2 separate regions of the Mus musculus genome follow, and region 2 is linked to region 1. Evidence: chromatin contacts called from public HiChIP or PLAC-seq data. All regions are on one chromosome and are shown on one strand. Each heading gives the region's core, a stretch centred on a gene start, on an enhancer-like site or on the middle of the called end of the contact. The rest is flanking DNA. Distances are from core to core; before and after follow the strand shown.

What was found. HiChIP or PLAC-seq counts read pairs in DNA pulled down with a chosen protein or histone mark.
Region 2: an HNF4G HiChIP or PLAC-seq map of pancreatic cancer cells shows a contact between it and region 1. The contact joins the promoter of Urgcp here to the enhancer-like site in region 1. A contact is called at or near these places in 3 of 39 promoter capture datasets (cranial neural crest, hippocampal neurons and liver), 3 of 115 datasets of contacts at active chromatin or transcription factors (the NIH/3T3 cell line, double positive thymocytes and pancreatic cancer cells) and 1 of 9 other capture datasets (liver).

Annotation. Positions count from the first base shown.
Region 1 is chr11:5,240,295-5,247,183 of GRCm38.p6, forward strand. Kremen1 (kringle containing transmembrane protein 1) reads right to left here. Exons shown (of 9, transcript NM_032396.3): 2 at 3,481-3,643. Among named protein-coding and RNA genes, the nearest start is that of Gm25142, 8.1 kb to the right of the region's middle. Within about 2 kb of position 4,122, at least 163 of the 459 cell types and tissues checked have an H3K27ac peak or open chromatin away from gene starts, as enhancers often do. A contact at or near this core is called in the NIH/3T3 cell line, double positive thymocytes, hippocampal neurons and 1 more, where this site is marked.
Region 2 is chr11:5,738,648-5,745,536 of GRCm38.p6, forward strand. Urgcp (upregulator of cell proliferation) reads right to left here and starts at 2,529. Exons shown (of 6, transcript NM_178623.3): 1 at 2,450-2,529. The coding sequence starts at 2,463.

The DNA of each region.
Region 1 (6,889 bases), core at 2,872-5,371:
TTTATTATCAATGTCAAAGCCATTCTAAAAGCATCCGAATAGCTTAATAAAGAGCAGGCAAGCCTATCCTTACTTCTCTGCAGAACTAGAGCAAAAGGCCTGGGCTCTGAGGTGATATCATCAACAGACTCGCCTTGCTCTCTTTTGAAGTATAAACTGGAAATTCAGGTCTGGTACATTCCATCAAGTTAGAGGGCTATAGCCCAAGGAGTTAAGGGGAAGGTCCTCCCAGCCCTCTGGTACAGCCCTGGAATGCTAAGGGTGCACTCCTTAGAGCCTGTGAGTAGAGTAGACATAGGCACTCATGTAGAAAAGCCAGCAGACAATACCAAAGACCCTACCCCTTTCTCTAAGTGCCCTTCCCAGGCCAGCCATTCTTAGGACTAGAAAGACTAGAGGAGGGTAATGGGGCAGAAATGGAGCAACTGTGCTGAGAAGTGTATGTGCATGTTCATGACCGTGTGCTCATGCATGTGTGCATGCTCATGTATGCACATCCATGTTCTTGTGAGTCCATGTTCTTGTATGTGTGTGTATGTTCATGTATATACTTGTGCATGAGTGTGCATTTAGAGACTAAAGGTCAAACTTGGGTGTCATTCTTTAGGTGCAATTCACCTCTTCTATTTTGAAACAGGTATCTATCACTGGCCTGAAACTTCCCTCGTGGCAGGCCAGGTACCCCAGGAATCTGCCTGTCTCCGCCTCCCCAGTGTGGGGATTGTAAGCACGCAACCACTCAGCGCTTTTATTAATGTGGGAGATGCGGATTAAAGCAGGATCTTTGGGTGAGCACTTCACCGTTTACTTATGTGTATGCAAGTATACGCACGCATGTGTAGGGAGCACGTGCCAGGGCACAGAGAGCTGTAGCGTTGACCCTTCCGTTCTGCCATCCGGGTGCAGGGGATTGAACTCAGGTCATCAGGCTTTGCAGCAAGCACCTCTGCCCACTAAACCATCTCAGCAGCCTACAAATTTGGGGTTTTTTGGGGGGGGGGATTTCGAGACAGGGTTTCTCTGTGTAGCCCTGGCTGTCCTGGAACTCACTCTGTAGACCAGGCTGGCCTCGAACTCAGAAATCCGCCTGCCTCTGCCTCCCGAGTGCTGGGATTAAAGGCGTGCGCCATCACCACCCGGCACAAATTTTTATTTATACAAAATACTAATATGCACAACTTTGAAAATAAATGAAGACTTGGTTAATGAGCATAAGTAAGCCTAGCAATCAACTACAAAGGACAGGGACTAGAGGGATGGCTCAGTGGTCAAGAGTGTGCACTGCTCTTCTGGTGCACCGGGAGTCCAGTTCCCAGAATCCCACTGGGCGGCTCACAGCTACTTGTAACTCCAATTATAAGGAATCTGGTATCTGGGGCACCTGTTATCTGTGGCACCTGCAATTGTATACTGACCCTCCCTACATATACACATAATCTAAAATAATAAAATACATCTTTAAAAAATACAAATGACAGCAAAGTGGAAAGACGTCACACATAATACCAGGCAGGGTTCCAGGAGAGACAGGCAGCAGGAGGACTAACCAACACTACAGAAAGCTTTCACTCAGTTTTGGTTTAGACTTTTGAGGTGGGAATGTATACAGCCCAGTGGGCCTCGAGCTCACATGGAGCCAAGGATGTGTTTGGACTCTTGATCTTGCCATAGCCCTACAAGTGCTGAGATCACAGAATGCACACAGCCATGCCTGACTTGGAACAAACTTTTAGTGCTTTTACAAAAACAAATGAAAAACTACAGCAATGAGGTACAGTCAATCAGTTGACGCAAGTGAGGACAGACCTAAAGAGCTAAAGGGAAGGACAAACCAGCCAACCGCAAGGACTAGTGTGTTTAGCATGGGCGTGTGGGGGCTAGACGGTAAACAGAGTGGTCCACACAGTGCAGAAACAGATGGGGTGGCTCAGCTGAGTCAACAGTGCCAACGGTTAGACGTTTCGTGCACCAACAAACCAGAATCGGAGCATGGAACTGGGAGGAGGGCTCTGGAATAACCCTTCCTTGTCCTAATGGCTCAAGAGGCAGCTGCACACCTGTCCTAAGAATGTGTAAATTCACCGCATTGCTGACCCCTGAGTCATCATGATCTTGGGTGTAAGTAACTTAGAGGTATAAACAAAAGTGCTTGGAATTTTTGCTCTGGCTTCTATATACTTATATTTCTATTTTTATCTTTCTGCCTGCTACACACACACACACATGAACACATGCACGCATATATGTATGTGTGTTCAAATGTGTGTTTATGTATGTGTGAGGATGTGAGGTTGACTTTGGAGGCTTTCTCCATCAATCTCCACATTATTCATTGGGACAGTGTCTCTCACTGAACTCAGGCTAGCCAATATGGCTAGCTAGGCAGCCAGCTCCTGGAATTTCACCTTTGCCTTCTGAGCACTAGCACGGCAGTGGGCTCTCAGGGCAGTCCAGCATTCACCTGGGTTCTTGGGGTGCCAACTGTAAACCACTGGCCATCTCACTGGCCGCCAGTGATTCTCACCTTGTCTTTAATCGGAGAAAACCGAGAACCTGATCAAAGCTGCGGCTCACCTTCCACAGAAAATCCTAACTCTACATCTGAAGACCACAGAGCTAGGTTAGGGCTTTCTGGGGAGCCAAACAGTGGCCACGTCTGTAGTCCAGCGCTTGATATGCTTATGAGGAGAGCTACTCGAATCCAGGAGTTCTGGTACAGCCTAAGGAACATGGGTCCCAGATGGTCTGAATATCAGTAGCAGCAGCTTTGATGCCCATGAAATGCCCACTGGTGGGAGGATCACCTGAAAAAATCCTCCCAAAGAGACAAGAGAGTGACCAGAGAAGGCACTGCTGTGAATGCCAGCATAAAGCAAACTAAGGTGGAGAAAAATGAGAGAGGAAGAGAGAAAAAAAAGACATGAATTCATTTTTATTTACTTTTATTTCTTGTGCGTGCTTCACTGTATGTTTATCTGTGTACCATGTGCAGTGTCTGGAGAGGTCAGAAGAAGGTGTCTGATACCCCAGAACCGGAGTTACAGATGTTCTGAGCTCCCATGTGGGTGCTGGCAACTGAACCTGGGTCCTCTGGAAGAGTGCTAAGTGCTCTTAACTGTTGAGCCATCTCTCTGGCTCGGATTAGTTCATCTTAAAAACTGATATGGCCGGGCAGTGGTGGCGCACGCCTTTATTCTCAGCACTTGGGAGGCAGAGGCAGGTGGATTTCTGAGTTCGAGGCCAGCCTGGTCTACAGAGTGAGTTCCAGGACAGCCAGAGATACACAGAGAACCCTGTCTCAAAAAAAAAAAAAACCAAAAAAACAAAAACAAACAAACAAACAAACACAAACAAACAAACAAACAAACAATGATATGGTTCTCTGAGTTGGCCAACAGGAGGTAAGCAAGCATTCCAGTTGTGCGAAAGGCTGGAAGAGGAGATGAGAGATCATCTTGAAGCGCTATGGCCCCATCTTACCTGCAATAATTGTGCTCGCCCAGTCCTCCTTCCCCGTTGGGGTACTTCAGCGTGTTGTACGGATGCTGGAAAGTCTCGTTCCAGAACAGACATGGCTTCCCACCTTGCAGCGCTGTCCAGCTCTGTGTTCCCCTGTAATCTGCACCGTTGGCTGTGAAGCACTCTGGAAGGAGGAGAACAGCATACTCATTTTCTGGCAACATTTATAGTTTCCTCCCTCTCTGGTGAATGTTTTATTTGTTTTGTTTGGATCAAGCTAGAAATGGATCATGTTTTGCTAGATCTTGGGCGGCCTGCTGGGCTGACTGAATCTGCAAAAAGGTGCCCTGTAACACTGGCACTCTTGGCACCAGCTTGTTGGGGCACTGGGACATTTCCCCTTGAAGTGTGCAGGTCCCAGTGAAGAGATAATCACAGAGCTGGTGTGCTGAAGTCCACGACGTGAGCCAGGAAACCTTCAAATCTAGATAGTTGCTAACAGCCATGCGCGTGGACTTTGGGGGCCCTCCGAGGGGGCCCCTGCGCTCGCCAGCATCTCCCTGCGGTAACTAGAACCAGGGCAGCAGCTGTAACTGAGAGCTCCCCTACAGTCGGAAAGGCTGCGAGGCCACTTGGATTTAATAAGCATCGGACACAGCAACGCTTTGGAATCCCAATCACACAAATCGGGGATGACTCACACTCCCTGGGAATGAGGAACAGTCAGTCCTCCCTGCGCAGTCTGACGTGCAAGAAAACAGGGGCAACGGAGGACGGGGGTGGCACTTTCTCTCACCTCCCCCTGAAGTGCTTTCCTAGAAAATGTGTCAAAATGGTCTCAGGTCCCATTTTATGAAATGACAGTCCTTGCAGGTGCAATCATGTACTTCTAAAATCCACTTCTCAGACTGGGGGTGGGGCTGAGGCTGACAGGCTTCCCACATCTTGTATGCATTAAACTCACAGAGGTTCATGGGAAAGGCGGAGTACAAAGAGCGATTTTTTAAAATTAGCTTAGTTAAAACTGACAGATAGAAGCACTTCAAACACTTCTCTAAGATGTATCACTGGGACCCTGACAGTCTGGGGAGTCACACCAACATGCTCAGCTCTCCCTCTTTCCTTCTCCTAGCTCACAGTGACCTATAACTTCCGGTAATAAGGACGTGGTGTAGTCTCCCGCTGGAAAGTGCATGTGCCTGCTCTAGACTAATAGGCATGTGGACAACAGGAACACAGCTCTATCCTGAAAGCCATCTGACTGCTTAGAGAAACCGTCCACAAAGCGGCTCTCTTCCAGTCACGCCTTCCTCCTACCAGCTGCTCTCTGTGTTTGGTCTGGAATGGCACCGTTTATGGACAGCTCAACTAATCTAGAATTCTAGGAGACAGGAAACCATAGCAACTTACCATGCCTGGTGCAATACTAGTTAGTAAGTGTGAGTCCTCAATTACCAAGAGGATTGTCTACTAGGGGTCTACATTAAGAAAAAGCTCAAAGATAACTGGGCACATCGACTCAGCATAGATTGGCAGATACCAACTAAAGGCTCAGTGTTGGCTTGTTGTTTGATTGCTGCTGACAGGCTCTGCGGCCTTGGTCAAGTCAACATCAGGCACATCAGTTTACAGTGTTCACATGTATGCCAGCCATACTGATTTAGCACACTCCTCTTTACCCAGGAGGCAGCCAGAGCACTCGACCACACCCAGGACTCCAGTGGAAGCACCCTTCCTCTCCTTCACCTCTGTTTTGGACCCACTGACCGCGAGAGAGCAGTTCAGGGCTCCCTTTCCTCTTCTGCTCTACAGCCCCCCCCCCCCCCAGAACTCTAAGGTTTGTCCTATGGGCGTCTGAGAGCCTCTGGGCTGGAAGCCTGGCTCTGCCCCTAGTTACTCATCGCGGTCAAGCCACGCTGGTCTGCTCTTAATCCTGGGAACATACTTTTCCATTTCCTGCCCAAATGTTCTTCCTCTAATATTTCCAGTTGCAAGATAAACATTGCCCCTCAGAATCCCCTTCCCATCTCTGCCCACCCCTGCCCCCTTCATCTGTCCACAGTACTCACTATCATACACACATACATACACAGCCCTAAATCCAGGATGCACACACTGAACACAGGGTCAGCCAACTGCACACACACACTGGCATCTTCCTAGACATCACCCCCTGAATGGTATGAGCTGACAGCTATTCACACATTGTAATAGTTTGGGTGTTCTAAATGGTCTAAGGATGACCAGAGCATATGAAGGATGTTCAATGACACACAAACAAGTATCTGCACCGTGGGTCCTAAGAGGCTAGAGCAAAGGCTGCACGGAGTGGCTGATTCTAAGACTATCACACCAACCTCTGTCAACTGCTACAATTGTAATTGCTATGTTAAGATAGTTTTGCCCTATCTAATCTTATGCACCAAACAAAACATTATATTGCAGAGCTGGGTATGATGGTGTACACTTTTAATCCCAGCACTTCTCAGGCAGTAGCAGATAGAAGAGTTTGAAGCTAGCTGTCAAAGTTGAACTTCTGAGAGTTTAATACAGGTTTACATAGAACATTCCAGGTTAGTCAGAGCTCTATAGTGAAAACCTGTCTCAAAACAAAAACAAACAAAAAACACATTATGTTGCCTACTTTAAATATAGACAATAAAAACAATACATCTTAAAAAGAAGGAGGGGGCACTGGAGAGATGGCTAAACTGTTAAGATTAACTGTGACAGGCAGTGGTGGCACACGTCTTTAATCCCAGCACTTGGGAGGCAGAGGCAGGTGGATTTCTGAGTTCGAGGCCAGCCTAGTCTACAGAGTGAGTTCCAGGACAGCCAGGGCTACACAGAGAAACCCTGTTGAAAAAACAAAAAAACAAAAAAAGAGGACCTGAGATTGGCTTCTAGCATCCAAATTGGGCAGCTCACAACTGCCTGTAATTCCTGCACCAGAGCCCCAAGCCCTTTCTGGCCTCTGCAGCACACATTTGGCATATACTCACACACAGACACATACAAATAAAAAGAAAAACAAATCTAAAAACAAAACTCCACAACCTAACAACAAGACCAACCAAACCAAACCACCATAACAAAAACAAGTGGCTCAGGGCATGGTGGCACTCACCTGGGATCCCAGCACTTGGGAGATGGAGGCAGAGGAGTCAGAACAATGACCCTCCTTGGGTCTAGGTCATTCTTGGCTACAAAGTCAGTTAAAGTCTGGCCTGGGTTGTGTGAGACCCTGCCTCAAACAAGCAAGCAAGCAAGCGAACGAAAAAGGCGAATGACTCACAAGCCATCAAAACAGGCTTTCACAACCAATGGCCTCAGCAATACATAGTAACCTATGGGTCAAGTTCCCACAAATTCGGATGATTTTATTTGTAACTCAGAAGGCTATGCCACTACTCAGTATTAAAAACAATGA
Region 2 (6,889 bases), core at 1,279-3,778, 500 kb after region 1:
GAATCAACAGTTAAGTCCACAGAAATAGCCATGAAAATGCAGAATCTGTATTGAGATGAGCAGAGATGGCTGACAGAGGAAACCCAAACTATCAAAGAGAAGGCTAAACAGGAAGATCTCTGTAGGTGGGAGTGAGAGCAAGGCTGGCAGGCATCTCCCTGCCTTTCCTCTGGGCAGCGGGCAATCGTAAGTGCTGTTAGAACCGACAGTAACATTCCAGAGTTCATTTTTATTTTAAGACAGGTTCTCATGCATTCCAAGCTGACGTCTTCTAACAGAGGATGGTGCTGACCATCTGATCACCTGGCCTCTACTCCAGAGTGCTAGAATTACAGCCTAGTTTATGTGGTGCTGAGGACTGAACTAAAGTGCTTCTGGTTAGGCCACCTGTAAAGGGTGGGACCTGCTCAGAAGGGGCCAGATGGACAGATGGACTGTGTCGCGTCCTCTCCTCTACAATGCTTACCAGATTCCCCCAGAGACAGCTGTGGTGAGGCCGACTGGAGATGCCCTTTAGTGGTAGGCAAAGAGTCCACGGTCCCTGCCTTCTCTTCTATTTATTTAGCTCAAGACACAGTGGATTATGGGTCATCTCTCAAACACATCTTTTCTTTCTTTGACACTATGCCTAGCACATCTGTAAGGTACTCAAAACAAGTTAAGAGTTTTTTTTTTCTTTCCTCTCTAGTTCTATCATAGATCACTGACACTGCTACTTAGCAAAAAAAAAAAAAAAAAAAAAAAAAAAAAAAAAAATCAAATGTAGAGACACCCCTCCCCAGAACAGCTCCTTCCATTTCTGCCATGTATTGATCTATATTTGCTCTCTAAAACACCTAATATAGTAGTGTATGCATATCAAAGTAAGCATAGATTTCTCCTTAAATGGAGTATACTAAAAGTTTTGTGACCTCAGTTTTGTTAATAGACACCCCTTAGGAAATTACAGATTACTATTAATATTACAAATTAATTGGATCACTCACAACTAGAATCGCAAATATTAATACCACCTATATATACAGACCATGGTTCAGGCATTACACTATTCTGTTATCAGACAATACCATAATTCTGTGGGTCCAGGCACACAGAATTATTAATCCTAGGAGATCCTCCTCCAACCCCTGTCTACAAAGCAGTGTGTTTAGACACAAAATGTACTAAGCTGTCTTACAAGCCTAATGGCAGCTGCCACAGGCTCAAACACTGCCTTACACTTTCCTATGAGGCTGGGCAAGAATGTAGAGGGACCTTGGCCCTCTGGGTCCAAAGCCTGGCCTGCCCAGGATGGATCACAGTTTATTCTCCTTATGAGCTCAAAGTACTGGATACCCAGCTGGCATTGAAAAAGGCCTGGTCTCAGAAGTGCCTGCTTGCCCTCGAGCCTAGAAAGGCATTAGGCAGGTGGAAATTGCCCATGATCTGACTGGCGCCTGCAGGCCTGGATCAAGTTCAGATTGCTTCATTCACCTTCATTCAGACCACTGTACCGAGCCAAATCACTCCCTAGCATAGTGAAGTCTGCCTTTGTGGGAGAGCTAACTTCTACATGCTTCCCCCAGAAGTCCTCCTGCACCTGTAAGTCTTCTAACTGCAATGATACACAGCGTGGGCTGCTACCAGTACTACTGGGTCTGAGACCCTCTGAATGATGGCGTACAGTCAAAAAGATGTTTACCACCTATAGCGATGACCTTGAGACCCATTTTCCTTTCTGTGACATAAAAGCATTAGTCCAATCATGTCATTTCAGATCTCATAACCAGTAAAATCAAATCAAACGGTAGTAATGAACTGTTGAGAAAATGAGAAAAAAATACAAACTATGTGTCACTATATAATTTCCTAAGAACACTATTTGGGAGAGAGAACGAGCACTAGGAAAGAGGTAATACCAGAACAAGTGTAGCCATCCCACAGAAGCACCCCCACCCCCACCCCAACACAGGCAGTCTTAGATCCCGAATCCGCTTTTTCACTCTGGACAAGGGTCCAGTCCAGCTGAGCCCCACTTGCCCTGACGTGGGACAGCCTGGGGATGTCCCCTAATGACTGTGAACCCAAGCATCAACTTCCAACGCAAGCAAGTCTAAACGCCAGAAACACACGTCAGGCCTGCTAAGCCGCTCTGCGGCCTCAGCCGAGCCCTAGGACCCCGAGTCCCCTCCCGCAGCTTCCTTGCTGCCCCTCTCCAGAACCCGTTTCTCCGGCCCTGACCGGCCGCTGTCCTGGCTGGTCCTGCCCGCGGCCCTGCCGGGAGACCCTGGCCCGGCTACGACCGCCCAAGGTCGGCGGGGGAGGCCGCGGGTCGTGGACAGGCACCTGGCGGGACAGAGTCAGCCGGGGTCCGGCCGAGGCCAAGGGGGCGCCGGGTGGTGGACACGCACAGTTCCGCCCGCCCCTCGCCCAACAGGCGCCCCCCGCACACCCGGAGCGCCTCACTCACCCCGGCGACGCCATGAGCGCAGCGGCCTGGGCGCTCCCGCCTCCTCCGCTGCTTGCGCGGCTGCCGCCGGGCGCCGGGGAGGGGCCTGTAGGCCGCCCCCGCCCGCTCCGTTAGGGCGTCGGGCGCCGTGGGCTGAGCTCAGTGGAGGGCAGGCGGGCGCCTGGGGCGAGGGAGAGGACGCCCTGGGCCCAGAGCACTACCTACGGCAGCCACCGGCCAGGCCGGCCCGCTGCCCGGAGGCTGGAACTCACCTGCGGAGCCAGACCTGCCCTGGGGCCACTGACAGCTGCCAGACTGCTGGACACCACCCTCTAGTCCCCGCATTCTGATGTTAATTTCTGTAAGAAACGCACTTTCCTCTACCTCTGGGGTGTACAGTGTTGCTGTTCTAAAGGAAAACAACATCTCTCCTGCTACTAGTTCGCAGCGGGGTGGAGTAATGTTGGCCTCTGAGCTGGTTTCCCACTTTTTTTTTAAGTGTGTATATTAAGCCTTATCTTGTATTACATAGAAATAAAAAGTTTAGAACTTGTGCAGTGGGGTTTCCCAGAATCACCTACAAGCTATGAATATTTAGGCATGTAAAATTTTGAGGCTTGGTTCCAGCCCCTGCTAAATTAGTTTCAAAGACAAATTATATCTTTTAAGAGAAAATACCTAATTTAAAGAAACAAACTCTGGACTATGCAGTGCAAACCACTGCTGGTGGCATTTTTGTGTTATCACATTAAGTTGTTTTTTCAATTTATTTTTTTCATACAGTGCATTTTCCTTTCTGTGACATAAAAGCATTAGTCCAATCATGTCATTTCAGAACTCATAACCAGTAAAATCAAATCAAACGGTAGTAATGAACTGTTGAGAAAATGAGAAAAAAAATACAAACTATGTGTCACTATAATTTCCCTTCCCAGCTCCTCCCCACCTTCCTACCTTCAAGTTCTTTTTCTTTATTTTCATTGAGACAGGTTCTCTGTTTAACACTGTCCTGCCAAGAGCTTGCTGTGTAGACCAGGATGGCCTTGAATTCATGGAGTTCCACCTGCCTGCTTTTTCTCCAGAGTGCTGAGATTAAAAGTGTGCACCACCATGCGGGGCAGGGCCCAACATTGAGATAGTATTCTCTTCACCACTAAGAATATTAAACACCGGGCTGGAGAGATGGCTCAGTGGTTGAGAGCACTGAATGCTCTTCCAGAGGTCCTGAGTTCAAATCCCAGCAACCACATGGTGGCGCCCAACCATCGGTAATGAGATCTGACGCCCTCTCCTGGAGTGTCTGAAGACAGCTACAGTGTATTTACAGATAATAAAATAAATAAATCTTAAAAAAAAAGAATATTAAACACCAAAGAGATTATAAAGCACCGAAGAGATAATTGAACAATTTGCCCATCGACCAGAACACCTAGGCTGGAAACTGGGCTCTGCCTACTTACTAGCTACAGTTGCCCAGATAAGACAGGAGCTCTCCAGGGCCACCACTCCTCATTCTCTTCTTCTCTGAGGGCTAAATAAATGAATACTCCTTTAGTACAGGTTCTCTTTCAGTACTTGAATCCAGTCAGTGCTTCTGGACATTCTTGCCCTCTTCAGGAAAACAAAAGCTAACAATTACTTGAGATGTTCAGAAGACATCAGAGAGCTACCCAGGAAAGCTGACAAATGGAAAGTTCGATACAAAGTACAAATCCAGAAGAAAGGGTGAGAAAGGTTGAGGACTGGGCAATCATAAATGGCTGGATTCAAGGCAGTAATGATCGCCACTAGAGAAGGCCAGACTAAAGCAAGTTTAAAAAACCAAAACAAGCAGGGCGGTGGTGGCCTCGCCTTTAATCTCAGCACTTGGGAGGCAGAGGCAGAGGCAGAGGCAGAGGCAGAGGCAGAGGCAGAGGCAGAGGCAGAGGCAGAGGCAGAGGCAGAGGCAGAGGCAGAGGCAGAGGCACAGGCAGGTGGATTTCTGAGTTCAAGGCCAGCCTGGTCTACAAAGTGAGTTCCAGGACAGCCAGGGCTACACAGAGAAACCCTGTCTTGAACACCCCCCCCCCCAAAAAAAAACAAAACAAAACAAAACAAAAACCTAAATTGATGTGCAAAAGGAAGCCTCTTCCGCCAGGCTGTGGTAGTGCAGGCCTTCAGTCCCAGCCCTCAGGGAGCAGTGTCCCACACCACACATTGGACCAAAGGAAGCCTGTCCCCAGTTGGTTTTTGACTGGTCAATAAAGTTTCCGGTGGCTGATGACTGGGTAGGAAGACAGAGACAGGACTTTTAGGATTCCCAGGAAGGGAAGGAGGAAGAGGAGATTCCTCCAAGACCGGAGTGTAGGAGACGGACCACTCTGGAAAGGCGCAGGAGGGTGAAACAGCTGACATGTAGGTTCAGGGGAAAGCAGCCATAGGAGGGCTGCCTAGCAGGGTCCTGGGCAGCGAAGATGAAATATAGATTTAGTAAGTATTAACTCAGGGATACGGGAGGGAAGTGTGTGTGTTAGCCACGTGGAATAAGGGAGTGGCTTGGCCATTGAGCTGTTTAAGGTTATTTAAGATATAAGGCTGTGTGTGTGTGTGTGTCTTTCTTTCAGGAATCCAGAACATTGGGGCAATAGCGGCATGCGTACCCGCCAGAAAGTATAGAGCAAATTGACAAACTAACACTTCACCTCCTCGCCTCCCTTTACTAGTCGCTGCTGTCTGTGAAGGTCTCAGAGACACCCCGTCCTACATTGCCAATCTACAGAGTGAGTTCTAGGCTAGGCAGGCCTATACAATGAAACCCTGTCTCAAAAAATAAGGCAAAATAGAAATAAGTAAACCATCTCATATTATCAACTTAATTTATAAATCTTTATTTTTAAATGTTGCTTAATCTGCCTGGTTCTGCCTTCTTCAGTGCTAGGACTGAGGAATGCACAACCTCTCCCAGGAGTTTGTTTTGTTTTAAATTTTTCCTTAAAGATTTTTAAATTCATTTTTAATGAAGTATGTGTATGTGAATATTTACACATGATTGCTGGTGGCTGTGGAAACCAGAGGTATCGTATCCCCCTTATCTGGAGTCATAGGTTGAGAGCTACTGGACACAGTGCTTCAAACACAGCTTGGGTGTTCTGCAGGTGCAGTACTCTCAACTGCTGAGCCATCTCCTCTCTCATGCCCTCTTACTGCATTCTTAAGATTTATTATTTCTTATGCATGTGTGCTTTGCCTGTATATATGTCTGTGTTCCTACATGAGTGCAGTGCCCACAAAGGCTAAGAGAGAGCATTAGGTCCCCTGGAACTAGAGTTACAGATGGTTGGTTATAAACTGTCATGTGGGTGCCAGAAACACAACTCAAGTCTTCTAGAAAAACAGCCAGTGCTCTAGACTGCTGAGCCAGGTCTCAGACCCTTGTCTTAATGATGACTATTGCCTAGACAACAGAGACACATAATGCCATTCATTGAAAACAATGTATCCCATTTTTTTACATCTCATTTAGAGTAAAATGAAAAAATATTCTGATATTTGGTAAAGCCAAGTATTCACTTTAATTGACAAATAGTATTATTTACAAATATATTATTTATCTATTCCCAGTCTCATAAATATTTACAGGGTTTCTCTTGACATTTCATTTCACTTTGAGTCTTTATATGTAAATTGTGTCCATTTACAGTAAGTAATTTTTGAGTAAATATAATGTCTTAAATATGGATACTGATAATATACAACTAAAAGAAATCACTTTAAAAAAACAAAACTTGGGGGCTGGTGAGATGGCTCAGTGGGTAAGAGCACCCGACTGCTCTTCCGAAGGTCAGGAGTTCAAATCCCAGCAACCACATGGTGGCTCACAACCGTCCGTGATGAGATCTGACGCCCTCTTCTGGAGTGTCTGAGGACAGCTACAGTGTACTTACAATAAATAAATAAATCTTTTAAAAAAGACAAAAAACCCAAAACTTTACCTATCCCTAACCATGTGAGCCCAAACTGCTATGAAGTAAATTGCCAACATTAAGTAACTACCACCATTTTCATTTCTAGAAAAGTTTCATCATCTGGAACAGAAACTGATCCTTCTGACATAACTCTCTATTTCCACTTCCCCACCCTAGAAGCTCTCTCTGTTGTGCTGTAGCTATTTGAATGCTCTCTTTCTAGGGATCTGCTTAATGGGATCAGAACTATTCTTTATGACCACCTAATCTCACTAAGCTATAATGAAATTCTTTTCAGTAATCAGAACATTTCGGCTGGAAACTGGGCTCCACCAACTTATTAACTATGTATTCAAGGTTCATTTTTTTGCATTTTGTCTGTTCAGACTACCAAAAACTATCAACAGACTGGGTGCCAGAAACAACATGGCTAGAGTTCCAAAATCTACTTCTTGTGGTTGTTTTCTGTTTAGACAGTGAGTCTGTGTCTCTGCATATGCATGGGAGCATGAGGAGG